Linked DNA regions of Mus musculus: all the other regions are linked to region 1. The links are chromatin contacts, called in public Hi-C, HiChIP or PLAC-seq and promoter capture Hi-C maps. All regions are on one chromosome and are shown on one strand. Each heading gives the region's core, a stretch centred on a gene start, on an enhancer-like site or on the middle of the called end of the contact. The rest is flanking DNA. Distances are from core to core; before and after follow the strand shown. Region 1 holds the start of Rbpj (recombination signal binding protein for immunoglobulin kappa J region). Region 2 has its middle 53 kb from the start of Gm17182. Region 3 overlaps Stim2 (stromal interaction molecule 2). Region 4 overlaps Sel1l3 (sel-1 suppressor of lin-12-like 3 (C. elegans)). Region 5 holds the start of Sel1l3 (sel-1 suppressor of lin-12-like 3 (C. elegans)). Region 6 has its middle 14 kb from the start of Gm40303.

Region 1 (3,946 bases), core at 599-3,098:
TACCAGTCTTTAGACTGCCCGTAATTAATGTATCCCACAAAGATCCTCAAAGCAGTATTCATCAAACCAAAACTACACTCTGCTCTTTGGCACCTGATTCCCAACGTCGGAATAGGAGTTGCCACACATCCACAGAAGTAAAAATCACAAACTACACACTCAAACTGCAAATTCAAACAACCATAAATGGTAAACTCATTTAAATTATGAAGAAGCAAGCCATTGATCAAATTCCCAAGCCAGATGTCTCCGAAAAGTCATTAAAACTGTAGATACAAATTCCAGGGGAAAAAAAAAAAGATAAACTTCATCAGCCCAACATTCACAAGTTTACAACATCAAAATTCACTCACCTCCTATTCACATCAAACGCACATCCACTGCGAATATCTGAAACTATTCTCCATCACCAACAGGGGGTGGGGTGGGGGGGTGGGAAGTACCTTTGAGCCTACTTCTAACAGTCTTAAAATATACCCTTCCATTAGCCCTCAGGTAACCCAGGTGCAAGGCTACTGCGGATGCCCTTGGCCTGGGGCCGTCAGAAGCCAATGATGGGGACGGCAATAACCATCAAGAAATCGAGATCCTTTTCCAGCGCTACTCTTACCAAGCAAAACAATCACGGGCCCAGAAAGATGGCAAAGAAAAGTGGGGTCGTTTTAATCCCAAGAGAGGGGCGCATAGGGGTGGGTAGGGGTGTGATCCCGAGAGAAATGGGTGCGAAGGAAGAAAGGAGGGGCGCGGAAGGAGCAAACTTAAGTATCTCAAGCATCTCCCAGACTCAAACAACAAAAGCAAACCCTAGAGTCTGTGCGCACTTAGAAGCACCAGATGGAGTCCCCGGGGTTGAGACAGTTCAACAGACAGACACAGTGGGCAGCGGATAAATCAGGCAGTGACGCGAGGGGAAGGGGATGCTAAGAGAATGAGACACTACATAGGGGAGACAAAGCCTTGGGGGGGGGGGGTGAGGACCAAAGAGAAAAAGGTGAGAGGGGATACACACGAGAAAGACAATGGAAGAAAGAGAACGGCAGTAATCTGGTGCCAGGGCTATGGCAGGTCACCCAGCTACTGAAGAGAGGGATACAACAAAGGGGCACGGGAGGAGGGACAGCGGGCGGAGTGGAGGTGCAGACGGGATGCGGGGCGCGCAGCGGCTCCCACAGAGAGCCTAAGGCGGCGAAACAAAGGGCTGGGGGCAGAATCGCGGGGGGCAGCGCACACAGACAAAGCGCTCCGGCGCCCAGGGCAGCGGCTGGGAGGACAGGCGACGCGGGCCACGCACGGGGAACAAAGCTGCGCCGGGATCCCCGCCAGGCCCGCCGAGGGGGGCGCGCGCCGGGCACGGTGCCTACGGCCCCGCGCGCCGGCCGCACTCCGCCCGCAGCCGCCGGCCTCGCCACCGCCCGCCCTCACGCGCCCGGAGCCCGCTCCACCGCGGCGCACGGGCGAGCCCCGCACCGGCCCGCGCCATCGCGTCGCCGCCCCGCGCCGCCTCCCGAGGCCCCGGCGCGCCGCGCGGCCCCGGCCCGCCGCCTGCCGCCGGCGGTCAGACGCCCGCAACTTTCCCGGTTCCCAGCACTCGCTGCCCCCTCAGACTTACCCTGTCACAACAGGCGCCATCTTCCACAAACTCTCGCCAAAACTCCAACCCTCGCGAGATTCCCCCCGCCGCCTTTCCCTGCTCCTCTCCCCCGCCCCTTCCCTCGGCCTCGCCGATCGCTGCCACCCGGCCCCCGCGCCGTCTTTCCCCGCTTCGCCGCCGCCGCCGCCGGGAGCCAGCCGCCTCGCGCCGCCCGCGGACTAAGGGATCTGCTCACTGCCTTTCCCTAGAAACCTACCCCGCCGATGGAGCATGCGCAGGCCGCTCCTCCGCGGACAAGCCCTCCGAGTAGTCCATGGGGAGCGCTCCGGTTATCCGGGTTTTGGGACGCGCCCTCGGGGACGTACGTGGAGACTGAGGAAAACCGGAGGGCATTACTACGGGGACCGGGACTGGAGGGGTCAGGAGGCGGGGCCCCGGGGCCGGGAGGAGGGGTCCTGGGAAAATGCGAGCGTCTCACAGGCCTAGAGGAGACGCCTCCTCGAGTGGGTGTTTTCCAAGTGGCTTCCCGCTCGCCGCGGGTTCCCAGCCTTTTTCATTCATTCCGACGTTCACTGGACACCTCCCTTATGCTAATCTCAGTATCAGGTGCCGGAGCGGCGGAGATCGGGACAGAGCCCCGGTCCCCGGTGACCTGCCAGCGACTGTCTCCATTCATTTGCTCCCGCACGACCCGCACACGCGGCGAGACAGGCGTGATCGCCGCGTGAGCTGACCCTTCCCAAGAGCTCTGCAGGGGAAAAGCATTAGGGGATAAGCTCTGTGCCTTTCGCCGCTTCTCCCCGATGCGAGCTGGGGTCATCCCGAGGTCAGCCTCGCGCAAAGGTGTCCCCCCTAACCCCCCGATGTTCACTTTGCACCCACACGTCAGAGCCCCGAATGGTTGTCCCCAGAGCCACCACTACAAGCCCGGGCACTTGGGAGCGAGCTACCCGCCCAGCTCCGACTGCCTGGGGAACTCATGGCAGCAGCCAGCTTGCAGGATGTAGGTGTGGGTGCAGACGTGTAGGTAACTGCCTAGAAACAGCTCCTCCGGCGGTGGCCCGATGCTGTCGCCCGATGCTTGTCTTGCCTGGGACACCTCTCGGCAGGTGGTGGCCCGAGACCTGTCCCTCCGGTCCCCTACCTGCTGATCCTCCCTGCTCCCCCCCCCCCCCCTTCCCGGCCCTTTGCTTTCCAAGAGATTTCCCAGCTCCTGCATTGCCTGCCTCCCGCAGGGAGCCACAAAAAACCCGGAGAACTGGATCAGCCCGCCCGAGACCCGCTCCGGAGCGCCGCAGGATTGGCGCGGCGCGCTCGCGCCACTGCGCATGTGCGCAATGCGGGCAGCCGGAGTCTCACGCTACACCTCCTCCCGAGCGCCTTCCACCGCTCGGCTCAGACACAACACGGGCCGTGGGAAATTTCCTAAGCCTCGCGAGAACGCGCTCTCCTACCCACCCCGCGGGCGGCTGGGCGTGCGCCCTACATCGCGCAGAGCCGGGGCCCCGACAGGTGTTCGTCCCGTGCGGCTCCCGGGACGCGGAAGGCAGGGTCCGACAGGCGCCCGCGAGGCGGGGCGGGGCGGGGCGGTGGGCGCGTGGCGGGGAGCGGCGGGCTGAGGCCGCCCCGGCACACTCACGCACGCGCCGGGGAGGCTTCCTGTCGCCCTCCCGAGCCTGGTACTTTCCTGAAATGTGACAGACGTGGTGCCCCCCGCCTCCGGGAGCTGTCAGCCAGCCCCGTGTCGGCTTTGAGTCATGCATCTGAGTCACCTAGTCTGGCCTCCACTTCACTTGCTCTACAACAAGTTTGGATTCCCTTAACTATTCTAGCAATGGTTGGTTTGGGGTTTTTTTGTTTGTTTGTTTGTTTTGTTTTTGTTTTGTTTTTTGTTTTGTTTTGTTTTCCTTTATAGTGTCTTCGATGGCTTTGTGAGCCGGCAAGGCTCCGGGAAAGCTGAGCTTAGCGATCTCAAACGTTTGCATTGTGGTACGAGAACACGATTTAAATAGCTTCCCCTTAGTCTGTTCCTAGCCTTTAAAGGAATCCTACATACATACCAGTTTCTGTCTCCCCTCCCCCCCAGATGACTTAAAACGCCAGTTTTGTTTCCTTCCTCTTTCTATTCTTTTGTAGCAAGCATCCCGTTCTAGGTACTGTTTCATCAGATACGTTAGTGGCTGCTGTTCTCCACGCACCCTTTTTGAATTCATTTACTTGCCCAAGAGCTGTCAGAACCCTTCTTCACTCTGCCACTTTTCAGATTGGCGTGGTGCTGTGTAGGACTAGTGTCTTGCTAGCATCATGCACCCACAAATGAAGACTGGGTTTTGACATTTAAAGGACAGTGAACCC
Region 2 (3,946 bases), core at 552-3,051, 490 kb after region 1:
ACACACGCAAGCCTATCTGTGCATGATGAGTCATCGTGCTTGTAAAGTGGGGGGGGGGGGGGGGCACGTGAAGCCCGTGCCCGAGGCTACCCTCTGCATGGCTCCACAGGAGAACTCAAGGTGCACGACTCCCACCCTCAAGGGAAACAGATCAAGGAAGTGGAGGAGTGTGCCCCACCTTGATGAGTTCCCAGCTCCACGGAACTATAAATCTCTGTTGCTCAAGCCACCCAGCCCGTGATGGTTTGAGATTGCCGTCTTTGCAAATGAATATAAAGAGTCACCGGTGTAAGAAAAATTGCACATGGTAGAACTTAGGGGATGTCTAAAGAGATTCTGGGAAGCCTTATAAGAATTTCAGCACCAGAAGAGGGCTGAGTCATCCTGCAGTGGACACTGCCCCATCCTACCCGTCCCACAACCCAGGGGCCCATCCAGGCCACTTGGGTTCTATCTAGCTCTTTGGACTCAAGCTATCTTCAAGCCTGGCAGTACTAGTATCACTTCTGAAACCCATTCCAAATGCTTCATGACTCCTCCCAGAGTCAGAGATGCCAGTCTTGCTTGGATGCTCCCTCCCACCAAGCTGTTGCTTTCGGTATCACTGAGTGTGGTTGACACTGTCAAGCCGGCACGATCTTCTTCACCTAGAAGAAAACCCTCTGCATATCTCTGAAAGAGTTTTAGATTAGCTTCCTTGAGGTGAGAAGATCCACCCTAAAGGCAAGCCACCCCATCCCATGGGCTGGGATTCTGGATCAAGTGAAATAGGAGAAAGTGAGTTGAACTCCTACATCCGTGTCTCTCTCTCTCTGCAGATGCCATCTGGCCAGCGGTCCCAAGCTCCTGCAGCCTCCCCTTCCTTGGTGAACCGTGTCCTCTCGTACTGTAAGATGAAATTAAGTCCACCTTCCCTCAAATTGCTTTGTTACACCTGTAAGCAAGGATCCTGGTGACACTCTGGGGCATTAGGAGGCTCCGTTATACCCCACAACACACAGACTTGGACCAGCATGGAGACTCCAGTGTCCTGTGAGAAAATATTTTGACCTCTGTTGATGACTAGGGTTCAGATACTCTCAAGTGGCCTGACAGATCTGAGGACCACCCCATCCTTCCCATCACACAACCCAGGGGCCAGCATCTAGGTCACTTCCTGGTCCAGCTCTTTGATCCCAAGCACAAGCCTCCAATGGTGGAGGTGGTGGGCACCGGGGATCTGGAGCCCAGACCCAGCCATAGGCCCTAAGGGCTGAAGGAGACAGGGTGAGTGTGTTGTTGCTTTCAGAGGATCTAGAAGCTTCTCAAGGTCAAATGACTTCCTGGGGCCTGAGCAGACTTTGTGATTCACTCCTGAGCACAAAGGAGACAGAGAACATTTTTGTCCTTGTGCCCTTTTTCAAAGCCTTTACTACAGTACTGCATCTGGCTCAGTGTATAACTTTCTACCAGTGTGTGACAGATGTGTTGTCCCACATGACGAAACTCAACTCCTCTTCTGGTCAGTCATGGTAACTCTACTGCACTTTCACCCACAACCAGCCTTTCAAGGGAGCTGAACCAAACTCAGAAGGGTCATCTGGCCGAGTTTCAGTCAGCACTTCAGGACCCTCTGCTGGGATGGCGTTTTCCTCTGATGTGGAGAAACCATGGTAAATCAGCCTTCTGTGTAAAGGTGACCGCAATTGCATTCCTGGAGTGTCGAAATCTGAGACTCTGAATATATATCTCTGGTTCCCACAGTACCAGTGCAAATCAAGACACACACTTCCTGCACCTCACAGATGAATCAGCCATTGCTACAGCAATTCTGAAGAAGAAACAACAGCAAGATGTCTAGGCTCAAAGCCAGGCACCTGGGGCGGGGACGGGGGGGCGGGGGCACGGGTTTATGTGGTTCAACAGATCCAGGCTGGACTCTGGACATGTGGTTCCAGCCTGTGGGTGTGGGGATCCACGCATGCTCTATACGACTCTCCTTCTGGGGTCAGTGGGCAACTGGAGCTTATTTACCTTAAACAGACCAGGCTATGCCACACGACTATGCTTCCTACGAATTCTTAAGAGTCAACAGATACAGAAGAGATTTCTGCCTTCCATTTCTCTGTCTAAAAGCAAGGCATTTTTTTTTCCCTCGCAGGGTACCCTCTCGTACCAGGAGAGGAGAGAGAGTTGTGATCGGTAAGAATCAGTTCACAGTCGGGCCTGTGTAAGCCAACCTAACACATTTAAAGCCCAGAGACACTGCTCAGAGGCAGAGTCCTGAACAAAGGCTTGAGCGAGGCAGACCCTTGGGTTTAATTCACAGCAAACCCAAAAACCTTTATCCTTCACTAACACCCCAAGGTTTCCGAAGTACTTCCCGTGATTCATTCTTCACTGAGGTACAAACTCCGTTTCCTTGCTTACAGTGACGCTCACTTAGGACTCAGTTTCTGCTGCTCAGGGTTCCCTTCTTTCTTGGTAAGCTCTCATACATGTAACACAGTCACGAAGACTGTGTCTTGTCCCCTGTTCCTCTCTTGTTCCTTTAATTGGCAAATCTCCCTCAGAATAATAGAAGAGAATGGTACACACTTTTGTCCTCTGTCAGACCTCCGTGTTCGTTGATATTTGTTTTGTCTCCTGCATGTAATTGCTGGGTTATTAAGGCAAGGGAATTTTTCAAATCACTCCTTATTCTAGTTTTCTTCCTATTGATGCAAAACAAAACAAAAAACACTGACAAAAAAAAAAAACAATTTGGAAAGGTAACGCCATTATCTCAGCTGCCTACTTACAGTCCGTCATGGAAAGAAAATTCAAGGCAGGAGCTCCAGGCAGGAACTAGAGTGGATCACAGAGAAGGGCTGCTCACTGGCTTGCTCTTAGCGACTCGCTGAGGCTTACTCTTTAATACAACCCAGGACCACCTGTCTGAGGGTGGTTTGCACGTTAATCATCAAGGGAGAAAATGCCCCCAGAGGGTGGCTTATTAGTATACCTGATGGAAGCATTGTGTCAATTGATGTTCCCTCTTCTCAGATCTCCCTAGTTTGTCTCAAGTTGAAAAATTGATCCCTGGTCAACTCAGCATACAAATACAGCTCTATTAAACAGAACCATTCTCTTTTTGTGTACCCCTTATCTTGTATTAATATCACAGTATAAAATAAAGTTAACTTTTGTCTTTGGATGTATTCTTCTCTCATACAATACATCCTGACCTCAGTCTCCCCTCCCCCAGTCCTGCCAGTTCTCCCCACCCCCACTCCCCTTCTCCTTTAGATCCACTGCTTATCCATTTCCCTGCAGAAAAGAGCAGGCCTCCCAGGGACAGCGACTGAACATGGCATGACAAGATTCAATAAGACTAGGCACAAACCCCATATGTCACTGCCGGACTAGGCAACCCAGTAGGAGGAAAAGGGTTCCAAGAGCAGGCAACAGAGTCAAGACACCCCAACCCCCACTGTCAGGAGTCCCACAAAAACCCTAAGCTAAACAACAGAACATATATGTAGAAAACCGAGAGCAGACCCATTCAGGCTCTGTGGTCACCACTTCGGCCTGTGAGTCCCTATGAGGCCTGCTTAGTTGGTTCTTTGTCTTTGTTTTCCTGGTGCCCTCAACCCCTGTAACCCCTACAATCCTTCCTCCCCTCATTTGCAGGGTTCTCTGAGCTCCACCTAATGTTTGGCTGTGGGTCTTCATTCGCATCTGCTCCTATCAGCAGCCAAAGGAAGCCTATCTGATGGCGATTGGGCTAGGCACTGATCTTTGAGTATAGCAGAATATCATTAAGAATCATTCCACTGACTTTATGATTGATTGATTTGATTGATTGATTGATTGATTGATTGATTGACTTGTTTTTGGCCAGCTGTGTTTGGTTATTCCCCAGGTCTCTGGGCCATCCAGTTCCTGGTTCCTGGCCATCCAGGCTATGTTGGGCCCCAAGTTAGAC
Region 3 (3,946 bases), core at 413-2,912, 440 kb before region 1:
AAAGAGCTCTGGGCTGTCTCTGAAAGGGGAACATACACTCTTCCTCAAGGGACGATAATAACAATATCCCTGGCTCAAGGTCCCAGGTTGCCAACTTGTCCTTGTACTTCTATTATCTGTCCTTGTATCTCTATTATCACGTGAACCAATTCCTTGAAATAAAATTTTTGACACAGGTCAATATAATTAAATTATTTTATTTTAAATTACCAATTAAATTACAAATTAAAAAATTAAATTACATTTAAAATGATTAAATTATTGATTGGTGTAATGATAGTCATACATACTGTGGTGGTTTGAATGAGAAACAACTCCCACAGTCATAGGTGTTTGAACAGCATTCTCGAGTCAGTGGGCTCTTTGCAGAGGTTTAGGAGGTATGGCCCAGCTGGAGAAAGCATGCCATTGAAGGTGAACTTTCAGAGTTGAAAGGCTCCTTGCATTTCTAGTTTTCTCTCTCTCTGCTTCATGCTTGAGTTTGAAGTTAGGAGCGTCCAGCCTCCTCCTTCAGCTGACATTCCTCCCTGCTTTCAAGTGTAATGGATTCCTCTCACCCTTCTGGAATGAGAAGCCCAAATCAACTCTTAAAGTTTCCTTGGCTTTAAAGTTTTATCAGAGGAACAGAAAAGTAACTAATGCACATGTGGTATTCTTTAAGTTATAGTAATTTATTTAGTTTGCCTTGTTTGGTATCAAACCCAGACCCTTGAACGTACTAGGAATGCTGATTTATATTTCTGTAAGGGAAAAGTTACTAACAGAGACTTTTAAGACTACTGAGCAGGAAAGAAAGTCTGGACAAAGCAAGCAAAAAGAAGACCATAAGAGGGAGGAGAAAAATATTAAGATCGGGTCTATACTTTAAGGAACCCAGAACACTGTAGAAGGCAAAACAAAATTTTAGGTATCTATTTGGTGTTTACAATATTCTACAACATTTTTAATCATATATATTTATGGGTTTTTTTAATTATTATTGTCACAATGCCCCAGTATCCTTACATCAATTAAAAAAAAAATTAAAAAGTCCTGTGCATTCTTCCTACACTGTCTCTGGCCTCATCTACTCTTGCCAATGCTTATTACCTGCCCTAGAGTCTACTCAAAGTTTCTGCAAAGTACAACCATGCCACCCTCTAGCTAAGAGAAAGGGAAGGCATCGCATGCGTCTCTGTACTTACTGTCAGGGTTGTCAAGAAGCTTTATACGGTTGCATCGACCACCGTCTAAACACACACACATACACACACGGTCTCTGATAGTCACATTCTCCCACTCCCCCTCCCCATCCTCTCCCTCTCCTCCTCCCCCTGCAGTGTCTTCGGAACCATGCATCACCCATGGCTATGCATGCACACTTGCCCAGCTGTTCATCATTCCCACTCAGTGTCCAATCACGGCTTTGCTTCACCCCCTGCTCTAGCATGCAGAACATGTACCCAGCAGGCATAACTGAAATAATATTCTGGCCTTGTACTAAAATGGTAAGCAATCTTTCTAACTAAGTGTATGAAAGAAACTGCCATTTGTTGACTTGGCTGTCTCCATTCTCCTCACAGATTTTCTCTACAGCAAACATGAAAAGGCACTGTCCTACCTGTCAGAGTTCTGCTCTCTTCTATTTAACCACAGATGAGGAGATCCACAGCCCCAACTTCCTCATTCACCAAATAAGAGGAACTGGTCATGGCACTCAGCTTGTTAAAATCTCCTCTCTAAATGTAACTGGGAGGCAATGTTTACCTAACTTTCAATCAGCCACCATGGTACTTTTGAAGATGAACCAACACTGTATGAGTAAACAAGCATGTATGCACACACATTGCATTCTCATAACGCAAATAACACCGGCCTGTTAGAAAGTTTCACTGCTCCTTGACTCTTTAGTGTGATAAACACCATTCATACAAAAGTTACCTTCTGACATTACTAAGCCAAAACATAGAAAAAGAACTCACATATTTTGTTTCACATATCATACACTAAAACTCAATTCTATTAATCAAATGAGAATTCATTTACAACCCAAGGCATGATAGTCATCTTTCACCTTAGCATTTACTAAAGCATAAAATATACAGCTTTACAATAAATACATTTGGCATAACTATATGCTCATGGTTGCATTGGTACTTAATCAAAAACAAGTAAACTCCAAAGACAGTGGGTCACCGTGGAGAGAGGACAAATGATTAAGAAGAACAACCGTACTAAGAACAATGGACTTCTTGATGTAGGTGCTAACTAGCAAGTATGTGCTTTGAAAAACACAGATAAGCTGAGTTTTGATGACTGTATAAAACACTTTGAAAGGTAAATATCATATGATGTAAGCCTGTGAAAGACAACAGTGAACAGATCAACACACCCACTAAGAGTATCTGTCCCTGTGCATATATGCTAACAGTAAGCTTATTCCTGCTTACTATACAATGTACACTTTAACTAAGAAAGGAAACAGCACATTTCAGAAATCACTGGTTTCTAAAATGAAACAAGTTTTATAATTCAAAGGTGTTACTAATCAACAGACAGAAGACAGTCATTTAGTGTGAAGCCTGTATCTAACAGCCCTGTGAACTGCACTTAGCTTCTCCGAGACTCTGATACCTCTCCTATAACATGAGACTCCTCCCCTCAGTCTGCTGGGAGGACCAAATGAGTCACTTCATACAAAGCGTTGGGTTTTGCTCATGCAGGACACTTAATCTGCTAGTGTTGCTACACAATAGTGTTTCTAGGCTAGCCAGCAGGGTTAAGTACTGAAATGGAGCATGGCCCCCTCTTCAAATATTTGTACTTACCCAACATGCAAAGCAGTATCATTAATTGTTAAGTTTCCTTAGTGTTTAAGTTTGTCAAAGCAGTTGCCGTAGTAGCAATTAACCATACTCCAGTCTCATTCTAGTTTTAATCCTTTATTATAGCTAAGACCTGAAGCGCTTTTAAAAATTAAATAATTGTACATGATCATAAAGCTATGTCATGCTTTGAGGAAGTTACTATGTGCTGAATGCAGTGTTCAACATTTGTTTCCTATATTCACAACAATCCTATTAATAGATGTATTTAATACGCCTACTAGAGTAGCATAAATCCATTTTACTAGGAAGTCCATTCTGTGCCCTTCAGTCCTTCACTTCAGTTGGCAGACAGGAAGGGTCTCTGACTGTTTGCAGAATCCAGATTGTAAAAAAGAGGTGAGAGCTCTCCAGGCCAGCTTCTGTTCCATGGTATTTTACAGCCACCATCTTCTCTGCCAGAGGACATGAAGAATTCAAGCATCTAATCCCATTATTTCAATCCTGCTTGAGATAATGTTCCTGATTTAATGGGAAGTTTATCCATTAGCCAGGTGTTAATCCGGGTGACAATTTGATAAGCCTATTGTTAACAGAAACTTTTCAGAAAATATGGTGCTCCAGATCCACTTGATGTCCATATAATGAATTTATCAGTGTCATACCAAAACATCCAGCCTTGAAGATTTATGTGAGCCACTTAGGAACCCAGAAGTATATTCCAAGACCTTTACATGCTTTCCCCTGTCTACGAGTTAAGCAAAATGATGTAATATAACACTATCTCCTTCAAATAAATAAATGTAGAAGGAAACGTCCATTTTAAATCTGTCAGTCTTTTTCATATTATATTTCCACTGTACAATTCTACTTCCAACTGTAGCTTTGTTACAGAATATGAATCTATTACAAAGCTTTGCTACATACCACATAACTTATTGTATACTCTCAGTACCTCAGACAATGTCCTAGGATATACCAGTTCACTGCACTCCTTCGTAACAGTCTTCCTAAGCATTGAAACAATCTCATATCCAGAGAGGGGGCAAAACGTTGCACACCAAATTATAGGCAGTACAGACGTGTGTGCGTATGTGTGCGTATGTGTGTGTGTGTGTGTGTACATACTGTGGTAGGAATTA
Region 4 (3,946 bases), core at 992-3,491, 400 kb after region 1:
GGCACTTGGATCCTAGGGTGAGCAAACCTTTCTCGAAGCTTCGTTTTCCTGGCGTTTTGCTTCCTTATATGGTTCCAGCTTCCTGGCACAAAGGTGGCTGTCTGGCCTTTTCTGCTTCTCTCAACACATAGAAGCCCGGCCAAGGTTGAGCTCAAATCAGTTATTTTTGATAAACTATCCATATCCCAAGGACCTCCTTGCAGTATTTCCATTGACAACCTCCACCTCCACACTCAAAACAGACCAGCAAGCTCTCTGTTCCCAAATGGAGCTGAAATTCATTTCATGATTTAGATGCTTTGAAGCAACTGGCTTGCTTAATCCTATTAAATATATATATACAAGGGCTGGAGATTCTAAAAACTGCTTTTGAGATTTTCAGATCATATCAACCTCAAGGTGCTTCTACACTTAGGACAGTTTCTTGTTTCTCTTTGGGAAATGAGCTGAGCTGATTAGTGTCCCAGGCTGAGAATGCCTGTGATATGTACTGATACTGTGTGTTTGATGACTCTTATAGAAACCTGGGTCTTCTCTCCAAGAGACCCAGGAAGAGTAGGCTGTTTCTATCATTGAATTATGGATGTTTAAATCTAAGAGAATTTTAGGAAAGAGAAAGGCATGGCTATTCCTAGGCCAAGTGAATATGGAGAATAGAAATGTATACTTAGCCTTCATTAAAGCAGCAGTTGTTAGATAAAGAACTGGAGAGCCTGCATTTTCCCTATACGATCTGTCAAGGACATGCCAGTGCTCTAGAGTCCCGTGTTAGTGAAAAAAAAAATGTGGAAGTGAAAGTGCTGATGTCCCACTTGATGATTTGTCATAAAGATGACTGATATGACCTTTGAAATGTGCTTATCACACTGCCTGGCACACACCAAATGTTAGTTACCATGTTGGCAAACCCTGCCTCTGTTTCCCCAGTCTATACCCTGGCCATAATAATGAGGATTCAACAAGGTAATAATGTATATGTGATATGTATAGCAATGACTGTGCCATCAGGAGTTCTGTCAAAGTGAGAACGTCTTTGTAACACAAGTCGAAAATGTTTTCCCTCGAGTTAAAGGGCTGTATGCAATGTGGTTAAGAACACACCAGCTGGAGATGGTAACGGGCGGCAGAATGGGCTTGCCTACCTTGTGCAAGGCCTGGGGCCCATCTTGAAAATGGGTGGATGGATAGATCGATGCCAGAATTTAAACCAAAAAAAAAAAAAAAAAATCTGTCCTTATAGCTTCTGAACTTTGTGAATGTAACCTTGGACTTCCCCTCCACAGAATGGGACTGATAACAAAACCTTTCTTTCTAAGATTGTGATGAGAACCAATAAGGACAGTCTTGCTGCTATGCCTAGCGTGGTGGTTCCCGGCTCAGATTCTGTGTTCTGCGAATGCTCGCTCGCTCGCTCGTTCATCATTTTAGGCTGTTGCTTTAACCATTTGGGGGGAACTGAGGGTGTGAGTTGGGAAGGGGTGCCTCTCTGGAGAGAACCAAAGATGACTTCTATGATGTTTGCAGATGCAGTTGCCCTCCTCAGCTTCCCCTATGCTTCCAGCGGAGAAAACACAGGCATCGTGAAGAAGCTCCAAAATTTCCAGAACAGAGAGCTAGAGGCCACTCGAAGCCAGCGCGTGGACTACCCCATGTAAGGGTGGGCAGGTCGGGGGCTGGTGGGGCGGGCCTGTTTGTATCTGACCACCTGGCAGGCTAGTGGCAGAATTCCTTCTGGGGTTCTGTGCACAAATGCTTAAAGAGAACCCTCCAGTTCCATTAACCAGGAAATGTTAATGTTAGGTGGAAATTATTTCTGCACTTAGGAATCTTCTACTTTCCTTCGTCTTTTTTGGGCTGGTCCCAGAGAGCACGCAGCAAGGTGTTGAAGCTTAGGTCTGCTGAGGCTTCAGGCACACTCATCCACAACCAGCATAGATTGTACTCATGGCCTTGGCCTGTTCGGTCCTGGAACACTGGACAAGTTTGCTAGAACCCTCGGGGCCTCTGCTCTCCTCCACTGACTTCAGCAGAATCCACATCTATTTTTCCTTCTGCTGAGCTGAAGATGCTGGAAATGGCGCCTAGCTCACCTCGGATCGGATGGATTTAGCTGAGTGATTTAATTCTTCCTGTGCTGCTGGCGGTAGAAAGATCTTGAGTCACTCGCCGAGCGTATGTTCTCGCTAAGCTTCCTTGTAATAACTTATCTTCATGAGCTTGCTCAGCTGGGTGGGTCAGGAGGGAAGTCTGTGACACCATCTGTTTGCATAATGTGACACTGACTTCAAGGCCAGCTTACGAAGCCCAGAATATTCTGAAAGAGTTCTTTGGCTGAATCCTCCAAAGAACTGAGGGCCACTGCCACCTTAACCCAGGCTTCAAATTAGCTACTGGGGTGAATGGAAAAAGCAGGATGTGTTTGTTTAATGTCGAGTCACATGTCATACACCAAACCCTCTGATTCCTTGCTCCTTGTCTCTGAACTACTGGTCTCTAGCACTGTATCTTGGCTAAAACTGTCCTAGCTGACTTGGATATTTTATCCTCGTTCCTTAAGTCACAGATGTACAGTTTTTCCCTTTTGTATGTGCATGTATGTGCATTTTGTTTGTGTGCAGGTAGATGCATGTGTGCATGCATTTGGAGGCCAGGAGTCAACCGTCAGCTGTCCAGGTTGAATTGTCCAACTTGTTTTTGAGGCAGGGTTTCTCACTTGGCTGGATCCTGCCAACTAGGCTAGCCAGTGTGCCTCCTGGGAGTCTCCTGTCTTCCCCTCACACCCCCAACTCCCCCAGAGCTGGGATTACAAGCAAGTACCACTACTCTTGGGTTGCTGAGTTATCAGGTCGTCATGTCTGTAAGGCAAGCACCATCTGAGCCATCTACTCTGCCATAGTGTCTTTTTTTTTTTCCTTCCCCCAACTGAAATAGCCCCATGCAGAAATGGAATAATTAAATGAACTGTATCCTATAGGTTGGCTAGAATTGGACTACTGAAGCACCTGGACATGAGAGAGAGGACAGCACATTTGTGTCCACGTGTCACGTGAGGGGCCATTTGCAGAGCATTACAGTTGGGGCTTTCATCCTTGAAAGAAACAAAATTGCTCAAAAAGCCCTAATTATGGTTTTTCTCCCCCTCTTCTAATCACAGATATTAGAATAGCTCCTTATCACATCACCTCTTATTAAAATCCATATTTTTATTCACTGTCTCGCTTTATCAGCCTCAATGAGGGATTCAGATTGCTGGCATGTGAGCATCTCAGCGAGTCCCCCCAGAACATTTCGGGAAAGGTAGAGCGTCAGCGGGTTTTGTACAAAAGAGCTTAACTCCTATCTCTGCAGTTACTATAACTACCTCTTTTGTCTCAAAATCTCAGGCTTTGCAAGCTGATCTCCCCTGATGAACACTAAGGCAAATCCACCCCTTCGTTAGAAAGAAAGCAATTTACTTGGTCATTGTTAACTGTAATTACCTGTTCTCGGATGATATCAATCTGCAGAATTTTCCTTCTGCCTCCCTCCTTTAGGGTCACCATTTCACTGTGGCTTTATTTACTCCATTATTGCGAGGCCAGCCTCTGTGGAATTCTGTACTTTGTTGATTCTAATGAGATGTACGGCACGCCTTCTGTGTTTCTTACGGAAGACGGTGAGTATCAACAGAGCCTGGGAATGATCTTGTAGTTTCCTTATTCTCTTTCCCCTGGCAGAAGCATCTGTGCGGGATAAGGAAGATATTGTCAGTGCCGTGGCGCTAGGAGGTTAAACTACGCTTTATTTTGCAAGCAGCATTGAGGATTGTATGTGTATTGTAATTATGCCACTTAGATGTGTAATCCAATAAAACAGGAGTGGGGAAAGAGAGGCTCGTTTCTTCCATTAACACACACACACACACACACAGAGTTGATTGTTTTGGGTAGACTCAGTCAAGTAATCT
Region 5 (3,946 bases), core at 1,028-3,527, 380 kb after region 1:
GGAACACCTCTGCATGGACTACACATGAGAAAATGCAGCTGCAGAAAGCTGACAAAGCTTTGAAAACGGTATCTTCGTCTGCAAGTCACAGGGGAGACCGTTCAGTTCCCTGAGAAAAGAAGTAATCTGGGCCCACAAGAAAGGAAAACACTCTGGAGAAAGGCCCAGGAAGACAGGTGGACACCCACAAATTCTGTCTTGCCTCTGACACCCTTTTCTTAAATAAGCCCACATTTTCCCACACACATATTAACAACCTAATGTGGTGGTCCTTGCCTGCAATCCCAGCATTTAGGAGGCTGATGCTGGAAGATCTCATGCTTCAGGCCAGTTTGGGTATATAGAATCATGACCCTGTCTCAAAAAAGGAAAAAAAGAAAACAAGAAAAAAGAAAATCAGGAGGAAAAAAAAATCTGTGGAATATTTTTTCTTTTGATGGAAAAAAAAATACAGATGGGATCTGGGACAAAGCCACCCCATCTTTTGTTCCCTTGGACACTAAATGGAATAAATAGTTCCCTGCATCACAGAGGAGAATTTTAAGTGCTTTGTTTCTGTGGAAGTGGGACAGGCATCCTGGCAACATCTGTCAAACTTCCCAAGTGCTTTATTGTGTTTGCAGCTGGCCAGACAGGCAGCATCCTTCCTGTAAGCCCATGGCTTGGAAAGTGAGACCTCCCTGCTTCTGTACTGTCACCTTGGAAACTCACTCACCAGGGGGCTTCTCTGGTAGACACCATCCAGGACCGACTGAGACAGAATTCAGGGGCACTCTGCCATCTATGTGCTTGTTCTCCAGATGCCTCAGACTAAACTAAGGTCTGAGAGCCTTCTAGCTGTGATTGGCCCAGAACTCATAGGCAACCTAAGAAACCAAAAATGAGCAAGAAAGTCCCAGCTCTTTGCTGATAGCCCCACTGTAGCCAGGTCCAGAAACTGACTCTGAGCTTTTCCTCGATCCTCCCCGCCCCACCTCCCACCCCCCACCGCGCCTGGCATTACTTGGACCACAGTAGTGACAACTCCTCAGGGAAAGGGTTGTGTTCCTTGGCTTCCAATCTATTAATAGTTCCCATCCACACACATCCACATCAGTGCCAAAGGGACAAACTTTTCAACATGGGTTAACTATCTCAGGACACCAGCCCTTGGCTCACAAGCAGTCTTCTCAGCAGCAGGACAGCCAAGCACTTCCTGGAACTACAGGGCAAGCCCGAGTTGCTTGCCCTGTCCACGAGTCTCATGTCACCTGCCAGTGGCTCCAGAACCCAGGTCTACTAACATCCAGTCTCACCTTGCCTCCCCAAAACCTAGGATGTGTCCTGATTTTCAAAAAAAAAAAAAAGCTGTTTGCGCACTTCAAGGGCCTCACCTCCTTTCATTTGGGGCTTGGGTACGATTGTACTGGCCTAATTAATTCATTTTCTCCTCGTCCAAGTGGAAGCCAGAGCTCAGGGATGCAAATCAAATACAAACCCGCTCTGGGCGCCAATACTCCAGACAATTAAAACAAAGAGCGCGGAGGCAGCAGCGGCCACACCGCACAAAACCCTGGGGAAACATCCAGAACGAGTCGCCAATCAGGCGGCAGGGTGGGGCACAGCCTGGGCTCTAAACCTGCAAGCAGGAAAGCAGCCCCAAGCCCTGCAGGTGACAGGTGGAGGTTAGCAGGGGTCAAAATCCATCCCTAAGGATTAGAAGCCAAGCGGCTGCGTGGCTCAACTCCAAGAAAGCACTCTCGGCCCCCGCCCTGCCGGAATGGCGCCCGGGCCACCACTACCCCTCCACCCCCAAGCCACCAAACAAACCTCACTGTCTAGTGCTGGGGCGCGAAGTGGGAATGAGAGGCAAGCAGCAGGGTGGGCACCCGCTAGAGATGCGGGAGAGAGAGATGGAGAAGGGAGGGAGTTGGGGAGAAAGGACGTGGAGGAAACGGAGAAAGTGGGTAGTAGAAGGGGTGGGGGGGGGGGATCGCGGACTGCAAGGGCGCGGAAGGGGCGGAGGAGGAAGCAAGAGAAAGGGATGGGGGGGGCGACCGAGAGCCCCGCGGACCCGGGGGCGAACAGCGGCCGGGGTGGGGGGCGGGACCACGAGGTCCCCACCTGTGTGGGCGCCTACGGCCAGGAGGGGTGGACGTCGTGGGTTCGGAGGGAACGACCAGGGAGGCGGGCTGGGCAGGGAGGCCGAGGGAGGGAGGGGACGGGACTGCGAGCGGGGAGGAGCCGGCGCTCGGTTGGGGCTGCGGGGGCGGCGGCGGGAGCGGCGGTGGCGGCGGTGGCGGCGGCGGGTCCGGTGGCAGCGGCAGGTGGCCCCGCGCGCGGCGGGCCGCCGGCCGGGGGCGGGAGGGAAGGTGGCGCCTCGGGCGGGGGCCGGTCCCTGCACCAGGTGACCTGTTCCGGCCGGGATCCGGGCGGCCTCGCCATGCAGTGGCGCGGCGCGGGGCTTTGGTGGCCACGGCGGCGACAGCAGCAGCAGCAGCAGCAGCCCCCGCCGCCCGCTTTCGGTCCCCCGGCCGCAGCCATGGTCCCCCCGAGCCGCGGTGTCTCCCCGGGCCTCGGCGGCCGCCCTACCAGCGCATTGCTCTTTCTCTGCTACCTGGTGAGCGCCGGACCCTATTAGGGTCCTTCCTTCTGCGCGGGCCCTGGGGACGGGGTGGGGGTGGCCTGGGACCCCAACCGCAGGAGGTGGGGACGTCGCCGCGAGTTTGTCTCTTTTCCTTGCCACTGCGTCCCGGGCGCTCCCAGCCCTTGGGATGAGTACCCGGGTGCGTGGACCGGACTTGCGGGCTACTCTCGCTGGAGTCATTCCTCTTCCTCATCGCCTTGCTGGAGACCAGGGCTAGGTTCCCCTAGAGTACCCTTCTTGTCCCCAGCGACGTTGGACCCTCCCTACCCTGCATTTGCTTCCCGCCCCTTGGATCGTGGCTCCCCAGCCCTGTCCCCACCTGTCCTAGGCTTTTCATTCACCTTCTTGAAGCTCCTTTGCTCCGTGTGCCCAACTTCTCCTTTTTCCTGCCCCCACCCCCCACCCCGACCCTCCTTTGAGTTTGCATCGGGTTCTTTCCGTCCAGACGGTTCTGTGCCACCGCACATCGCATTTCCAGAGGCTCTTTCTCAACTCCTTGGTCACTCCAGCCAAGTTGCGGGTGCCAGAATGAAATCTACTTCTTTGTACCACGCTTACCGCCAGAGTGGTGACTTTAGTTGCGTCTTGAACGCTGTCGTTTCAGAGCTGCGTTTGGCTTATGCACAGTTTGCAATTTGCACACTTCTTGCCTTCTGTTAGACTTACAAACTAGATGGCAGTCACCTATTTTAAATACCAGAGAAAATGAGACCCTCAGAGTAAGGTGAGGAGCTATTTCCCAGTTCTTTGGCTGACTTGCTCTCTCCCATTTGTTCCTGAGTTCTGAGCAATAGTAAATTTACAGAAGGCTACACCCTTGCTGCCCAGCCTACCTTATGTTCCAGGATCCTGCGGAAAGCTTAGGTTATCTCGCCGAATATTACTGTAAATAAATGAAAAGGAAAATGCTGAATCATGAAACTGATGTAATAGGAAATTCACAGAATGCTTAAAAAACGAGCAATGTCATTGTCCAGAACCCCGTTCATGTGCACTGACGGTGTTTGGATTCTGGTCGTCTTCTAAGCTCACCTGCTAAGGAGGTGCTGACAGGGCTTGAAATTTAGGTTTGAAGAAACTTGTCACCTATGCAAGTTTGCTGTTGTTTTCAACACTCTTTACTTCTTGACTCTTTCATTTCTTGAAGCAAGGCAGTGTAAAAATGCAAATATTAATTGTGCCCCTCTCTCTACCTGTTGAACAATCCTTTCTTATATACTTGTTCCTTAGGATTAACTAATACCGTGTGTGTGTGTGTGTGTGTGTGTGTGTGTGTGTGTGTGTGTGTGTGTGGTTGGGTTTACTTTATATTTTCATAAG
Region 6 (3,946 bases), core at 442-2,941, 310 kb after region 1:
GAGGACTACAACAGCAAACAAGGGATTTCCATTAGAGTTTCTGGGGATGCTACCTACTACAGCAGGCCCAGGGAGAGGAACCTCCCTCCTGTGCAAACAGCGTTTCTGGGACTCCTGGGACTGAAACCCAGAGCACCTGCTTTTGCATTTCTTTCTTCCTCTCTCTCTTCTTTCCTTTTCCTCTTTCCCTTCCTCTTTATCTTCCCTGCCCCACCCATACATCTCATGACTCAGGGGCTACCACACACTTGCTATATAACAGGCAAGACCTTGAGCTTCTGATCCTCTTGCGCTGGAATTGCAGATGTGGGCTGGATGCAGATGTGTGCTGGATGCAGATGTGGGCTGGATGCAGATGTGGGCTAGCACACCCACCCTTTCGTAGTACGGGGAATTGAACACAGGGCCTCAAGTATGTCAAGCAAGCACTCTGACTGACAAGTGAACGACGGCCCTAGCTCCTTGTCTTATTTCTAACTCACGTTCTCCTGGGGACCTTTGCAAAATGTAATGAAACTAGCTGCAGTAGAAATAAAACAGATCCATGACGCAAGATGCCAGCCAGCGTCTTCGTCAAGTGACTCTAAATGCTTTTGTATCTTTCTCTCATGTCTGTTGATCATTCTGGGTAGGAAAGAACAGCCCAACAACACTGCTAACCACGATCTATGATTAGGGCTGCTCTAGAGAGAGCAGCCTGGCTTTGTTTTGAAGTCTTCAGGAAACTTCCTGCTTAAGTTTCTTCATGCCTCCTACTAAATCAAATGAAAAAAAAAAATCTGCCTGGCATTTAAAGGTGGGCACCCCATGTCCTTACTACCACTCCATTCTTCCAGGTAACCATCTCTCAGTATCGATGGAGTGCCCACTGTGCATCGAGCTGACAGGTGGGAGAATGCAGTGGTGCACCAGACTCGTAAAGCCCATAATGTAATGATCCCCAAACACTGCTGTATCTAAAACAAGGCCACCATTGTCGTCCAGAGCTCCGTCCACACCATAGCTCCATCCCTTGCCACAAGTCAGAATTCTAGGTACTTCTCAAGACTAGTTTTTTAGCACTGTAAAAAAGTATAAGGTTTTTTAAAAAGGTATTTTTAATATATTAATCTGTATGATTTTACTTCATCTCTATTAACTATAAATGAGTTTTCAGTTGAATACATATCATGTATGCCATGCCTCATCTTGAATGAAGGCTCTAACATACAGTCTAAGACCAAAACTAAAGTGAGAAGAAAATGGCGTGAGAAGGGGATGAGGTCACCATAGTGACCATGGACATGCCGCACATTCACAGGCACTTCTTTTAAAGTTTTATTTCTGTGTGAGCACATATCACATGGGTGTTCACCACATTCATGACTGGTGCTCTCAGAGGGCATGAGATACCCTGGACTGGATTTAGAGGGTCGTGAGTGTGTGGTGCTGGGAATCAAACTATTGGTTCCCTTAACCTGAGCCCTCTCCCCAGTATCCATAGGCAGTTCTTGAAGAGCAGAGCCCCAGTGTCTGAGCTTCTTATCAGCCAAAGGGAATGGTCCTGTTACACACTTCAGTGTTCCCAGGCTGAAATTTGCAACTGCTCAGCGGTATTGCTATTTCTGGCTGTGGGCTTACAAATGTACCCACAGGAGGTACCGTTGGGCATTTGAATGGCTGGATGGAGCTTTCTTTATCCCAGTAACAGCAAGTATGCTTTCAGTTCCTCCCCTCCTGTTACAACCTCTTCCAACACAGCAAAACAGGTCCAGGACAACTAACCAGCCAGGGCAACAGATGAGATTCCACTACACAGTCCTCGAAAGGTTTGACTGAGGAGCAAGAACTCAAAACCTCCCTTGAAAACATTTCTGCTTCCATGCCCTCGTGCGAATGCAGAGATAATAATAAAAGAGACCCAAGGCAGAGAAACGTGAGAATGCAAAGGTCTTCTGTTGGGACAGATATTCACAAGTACTTATATGTGGTGCATGTATACGAAAGATATGTGGGTACATGTCAGTATGGATGGAAGCCATTCGGGGGCCAGCTGCCCTGCTCTCTCCTTGCCACCGAATGTCTGAGACAGGGTCTCTCGTTGAACCTGGAGCTTGACCGGCAGTCAGCGATCCTCGGTGGTTTTTCTGTCTCTTCCCCTCAGTGCTGGGGTTTCAGGTGCTTGTGGCCATGTCAGCTTTTTATGTGGTTGCTGGGGATTTGAACTCAGGTCTTCGTGCTTACATAAAGTGATCTTACCCACTAAACTGTTTTCCCAGAAACTACTTTATGTTTTAAAAAATAAAATTTTCTCATACAACATTCTATTAATCTACATAATCATAATTGACACTTTTAAAGTAATATAATTCTTGTTTTTTTAAGAATGTAGTAATACAGTGCATTTTTCTATAGGTATAATTTGCATGAACACAATGTGGAGCTTTAAAAAAATGTGTCATGTTTGTGCGTGCATGCAGAGGGCAAAGCGGGATCTTGGGTAACCCCACCGCTGCTCTCCTGCTTACAGCCTTGAGACAGTGTGTTTTAAAAAGTGTAAAGCTATCCAGAGATCAAAAGGTTTAAGATGTAATGGTCTGATTTTCCCCTAAAGGGGAAGTCTCTATCCCAGAAAGGTGACAGACAGTAGAAGTGTTGTCGTTCAAAGCACTTGGGAAATGATTACCCTCCCCAGGAAATCACCAAATTAGAACCCGATGTATCTAGTCAATAGCAGACCTGTTTCCTAAATGCACCTAAGCTGCCTCTTATAAGGAAAGTGCTTCAATCACTGTCCTTGGGAGAGGGGGGCACACTAGGACTCCTGGATTGTGAGGCCCTCTGTCTATCCTCACTAGGGCACCTCTCGCCACTCATGGGGCAGGCATGGGCAGCCCTCTGCAGGCTTGTCTGAGACACAGAACACTCCTGCTACAAGCGTCAAGGTGACTGAGGATAGGAAGCCCTTGTATCATTGCAAAAAGGTAGACTGAAGACAAGGGGAGGTAGGTCCCAGGACAAAGATCTGACTCAGGAGAGTCTGCTGCCACAGTCCTTCAGCCCAGAAGATGTACATGCCTCAGTCATCAGGCTCCATGGAGCATTTGCACGATTTGACTTTAAATTACATAACTTCTTGGTGCCCCCTCCAAGGAAAACAGTAGGCAAATGCACAACTAATTAGTCAGCTCCCTCTATTGGGTTGTTAACTGAACGTCAATTCTATATTAGGCAATGTCTCCCCAAAATGATGACTTTGGTTTTAGAACTATCAATCTCATTCCCGTTTGCCAGTCATTACATAATTGAGCCAGCAGTGTGTTAAGAGAATGCCAAGTTGACAATTATGAAATTCTGCCACCAAGCACCTCGTGAAAACACAGGCTGCAGAAACACAAGGCTTTCTGCTGAGAACAGTACCAAGTCGTGTAGCCTCCTGAGGCAAAAGTAGGCAGGGTACCAGAAGTGAGAAGTGAGAAGTGAGAGGGATCAAAGGAAAAGGGGAGTCGTAGGGAGGAGGGGAAGGCAGAAGACAGACACAGAAGGAACCAAAGACAAGGAAGCAAGGGAGGGAGAAAGTAAGCCCAGCAAGAGGAAACTGGGTCTTAGCATCACTGCCGCGACTCCTGGCGGGGAACCCGGTGGGCGACGGGCACTCCAGTAACAGCTGTGTTGGCTATTCTTGGTTGTCAACTTGATTTTATCCGGAAATAACTAAAACCCAAGTGCTTGGGTACACCTGTGAGGGATTTTTCTTAACTGAACCACGTGAACTGGGAGTCCCACCTTTAATCGGGATCTTTTGAGGTGGTAAGATCCACCTTTTGTCTGGGCCACACCTTTTGGTGGAGGCCTATACGAAAAACATGCAAGGAAGTGTGTGCTCTCTGCCTGCTTGCCGTTGCTCTCACGGGGATTACAGACGACTTTTTCGGGATTCTGGTAGATACTAAAGTCCAGCCTTTTG

The links. Promoter capture Hi-C pulls out the DNA fragments that hold promoters and counts their contacts. A called contact is a pair of places that touch in the nucleus more often than the background predicts. HiChIP or PLAC-seq counts read pairs in DNA pulled down with a chosen protein or histone mark.
Region 2: an HNF4G HiChIP or PLAC-seq map of pancreatic cancer cells shows a contact between it and region 1. The contact joins the enhancer-like site here to the promoter of Rbpj in region 1. A contact is called at or near these places in 2 of 15 datasets of contacts at CTCF or cohesin (large pre-B cells and pro-B cells), 1 of 484 Hi-C or Micro-C datasets (cerebellum) and 1 of 115 datasets of contacts at active chromatin or transcription factors (pancreatic cancer cells).
Region 3: an H3K4me3 HiChIP or PLAC-seq map of bone marrow-derived macrophages shows a contact between it and region 1, with 2.7 times the contacts expected there. The contact joins the enhancer-like site here to the promoter of Rbpj in region 1. A contact is called at or near these places in 3 of 115 datasets of contacts at active chromatin or transcription factors (bone marrow-derived dendritic cells, bone marrow-derived macrophages and thymic regulatory T cells).
Region 4: a Hi-C map of peritoneal macrophages shows a contact between it and region 1, with 4 times the contacts expected there. The contact joins the enhancer-like site here to the promoter of Rbpj in region 1. A contact is called at or near these places in 2 of 484 Hi-C or Micro-C datasets (Sertoli cells and peritoneal macrophages) and 3 of 115 datasets of contacts at active chromatin or transcription factors (embryonic stem cells, extraembryonic endoderm stem cells and forebrain).
Region 5: a promoter capture Hi-C map of liver shows a contact between it and region 1, with 4 times the contacts expected there. The contact joins the promoter of Sel1l3 here to the promoter of Rbpj in region 1. A contact is called at or near these places in 7 of 39 promoter capture datasets (the C10 cell line, embryonic stem cells, hippocampal neurons and 2 more), 1 of 15 datasets of contacts at CTCF or cohesin (large pre-B cells), 10 of 484 Hi-C or Micro-C datasets (Sertoli cells, cerebellar granule neurons, cerebellum and 5 more), 10 of 115 datasets of contacts at active chromatin or transcription factors (astrocytes, bone marrow-derived macrophages, embryonic forebrain and 7 more) and 1 of 9 other capture datasets (adipose tissue).
Region 6: a contact with region 1 is called in an H3K4me3 HiChIP or PLAC-seq map of the 230-238 cell line, with 3 times the contacts expected there. The contact joins the enhancer-like site here to the promoter of Rbpj in region 1. A contact is called at or near these places in 1 of 15 datasets of contacts at CTCF or cohesin (pro-B cells), 43 of 484 Hi-C or Micro-C datasets (the AML12 cell line, B cells, the G1E-ER4 cell line and 31 more), 15 of 115 datasets of contacts at active chromatin or transcription factors (the 230-238 cell line, the SCID.adh cell line, bone marrow-derived dendritic cells and 11 more) and 3 of 9 other capture datasets (adipose tissue, liver and pancreatic islet).

The regions. Positions count from the first base shown.
Region 1 is chr5:53,588,388-53,592,333 of GRCm38.p6, reverse strand. Rbpj (recombination signal binding protein for immunoglobulin kappa J region) reads right to left here and starts at 1,848. Exons shown (of 11, transcript NM_001080927.2): 1 at 1,610-1,848. The coding sequence starts at 1,629.
Region 2 is chr5:53,100,011-53,103,956 of GRCm38.p6, reverse strand. No RefSeq gene overlaps it. Among named protein-coding and RNA genes, the nearest start is that of Gm17182, 53 kb to the right of the region's middle. Within about 2 kb of position 1,801, at least 33 of the 459 cell types and tissues checked have an H3K27ac peak or open chromatin away from gene starts, as enhancers often do. A contact at or near this core is called in pancreatic cancer cells, where this site is marked.
Region 3 is chr5:54,023,552-54,027,497 of GRCm38.p6, reverse strand. All of the region lies in intron 1 of Stim2 (stromal interaction molecule 2), which reads right to left. Among named protein-coding and RNA genes, the nearest start is that of Stim2, 27 kb to the right of the region's middle. Within about 2 kb of position 1,662, at least 72 of the 459 cell types and tissues checked have an H3K27ac peak or open chromatin away from gene starts, as enhancers often do. A contact at or near this core is called in bone marrow-derived macrophages and thymic regulatory T cells, where this site is marked.
Region 4 is chr5:53,185,661-53,189,606 of GRCm38.p6, reverse strand. It overlaps Sel1l3 (sel-1 suppressor of lin-12-like 3 (C. elegans)), which reads left to right. Exons shown (of 24, transcript NM_172710.3): 3 at 1,525-1,651; 4 at 3,534-3,655. Among named protein-coding and RNA genes, the nearest start is that of Sel1l3, 26 kb to the left of the region's middle. Within about 2 kb of position 2,241, at least 31 of the 459 cell types and tissues checked have an H3K27ac peak or open chromatin away from gene starts, as enhancers often do. A contact at or near this core is called in peritoneal macrophages, where this site is marked.
Region 5 is chr5:53,211,783-53,215,728 of GRCm38.p6, reverse strand. Sel1l3 (sel-1 suppressor of lin-12-like 3 (C. elegans)) reads left to right here and starts at 2,277. Exons shown (of 24, transcript NM_172710.3): 1 at 2,277-2,599. The coding sequence starts at 2,423.
Region 6 is chr5:53,278,971-53,282,916 of GRCm38.p6, reverse strand. No RefSeq gene overlaps it. Among named protein-coding and RNA genes, the nearest start is that of Gm40303, 14 kb to the right of the region's middle. Within about 2 kb of position 1,691, at least 15 of the 459 cell types and tissues checked have an H3K27ac peak or open chromatin away from gene starts, as enhancers often do. A contact at or near this core is called in the 230-238 cell line, pre-pro-B cells and pro-B cells, where this site is marked.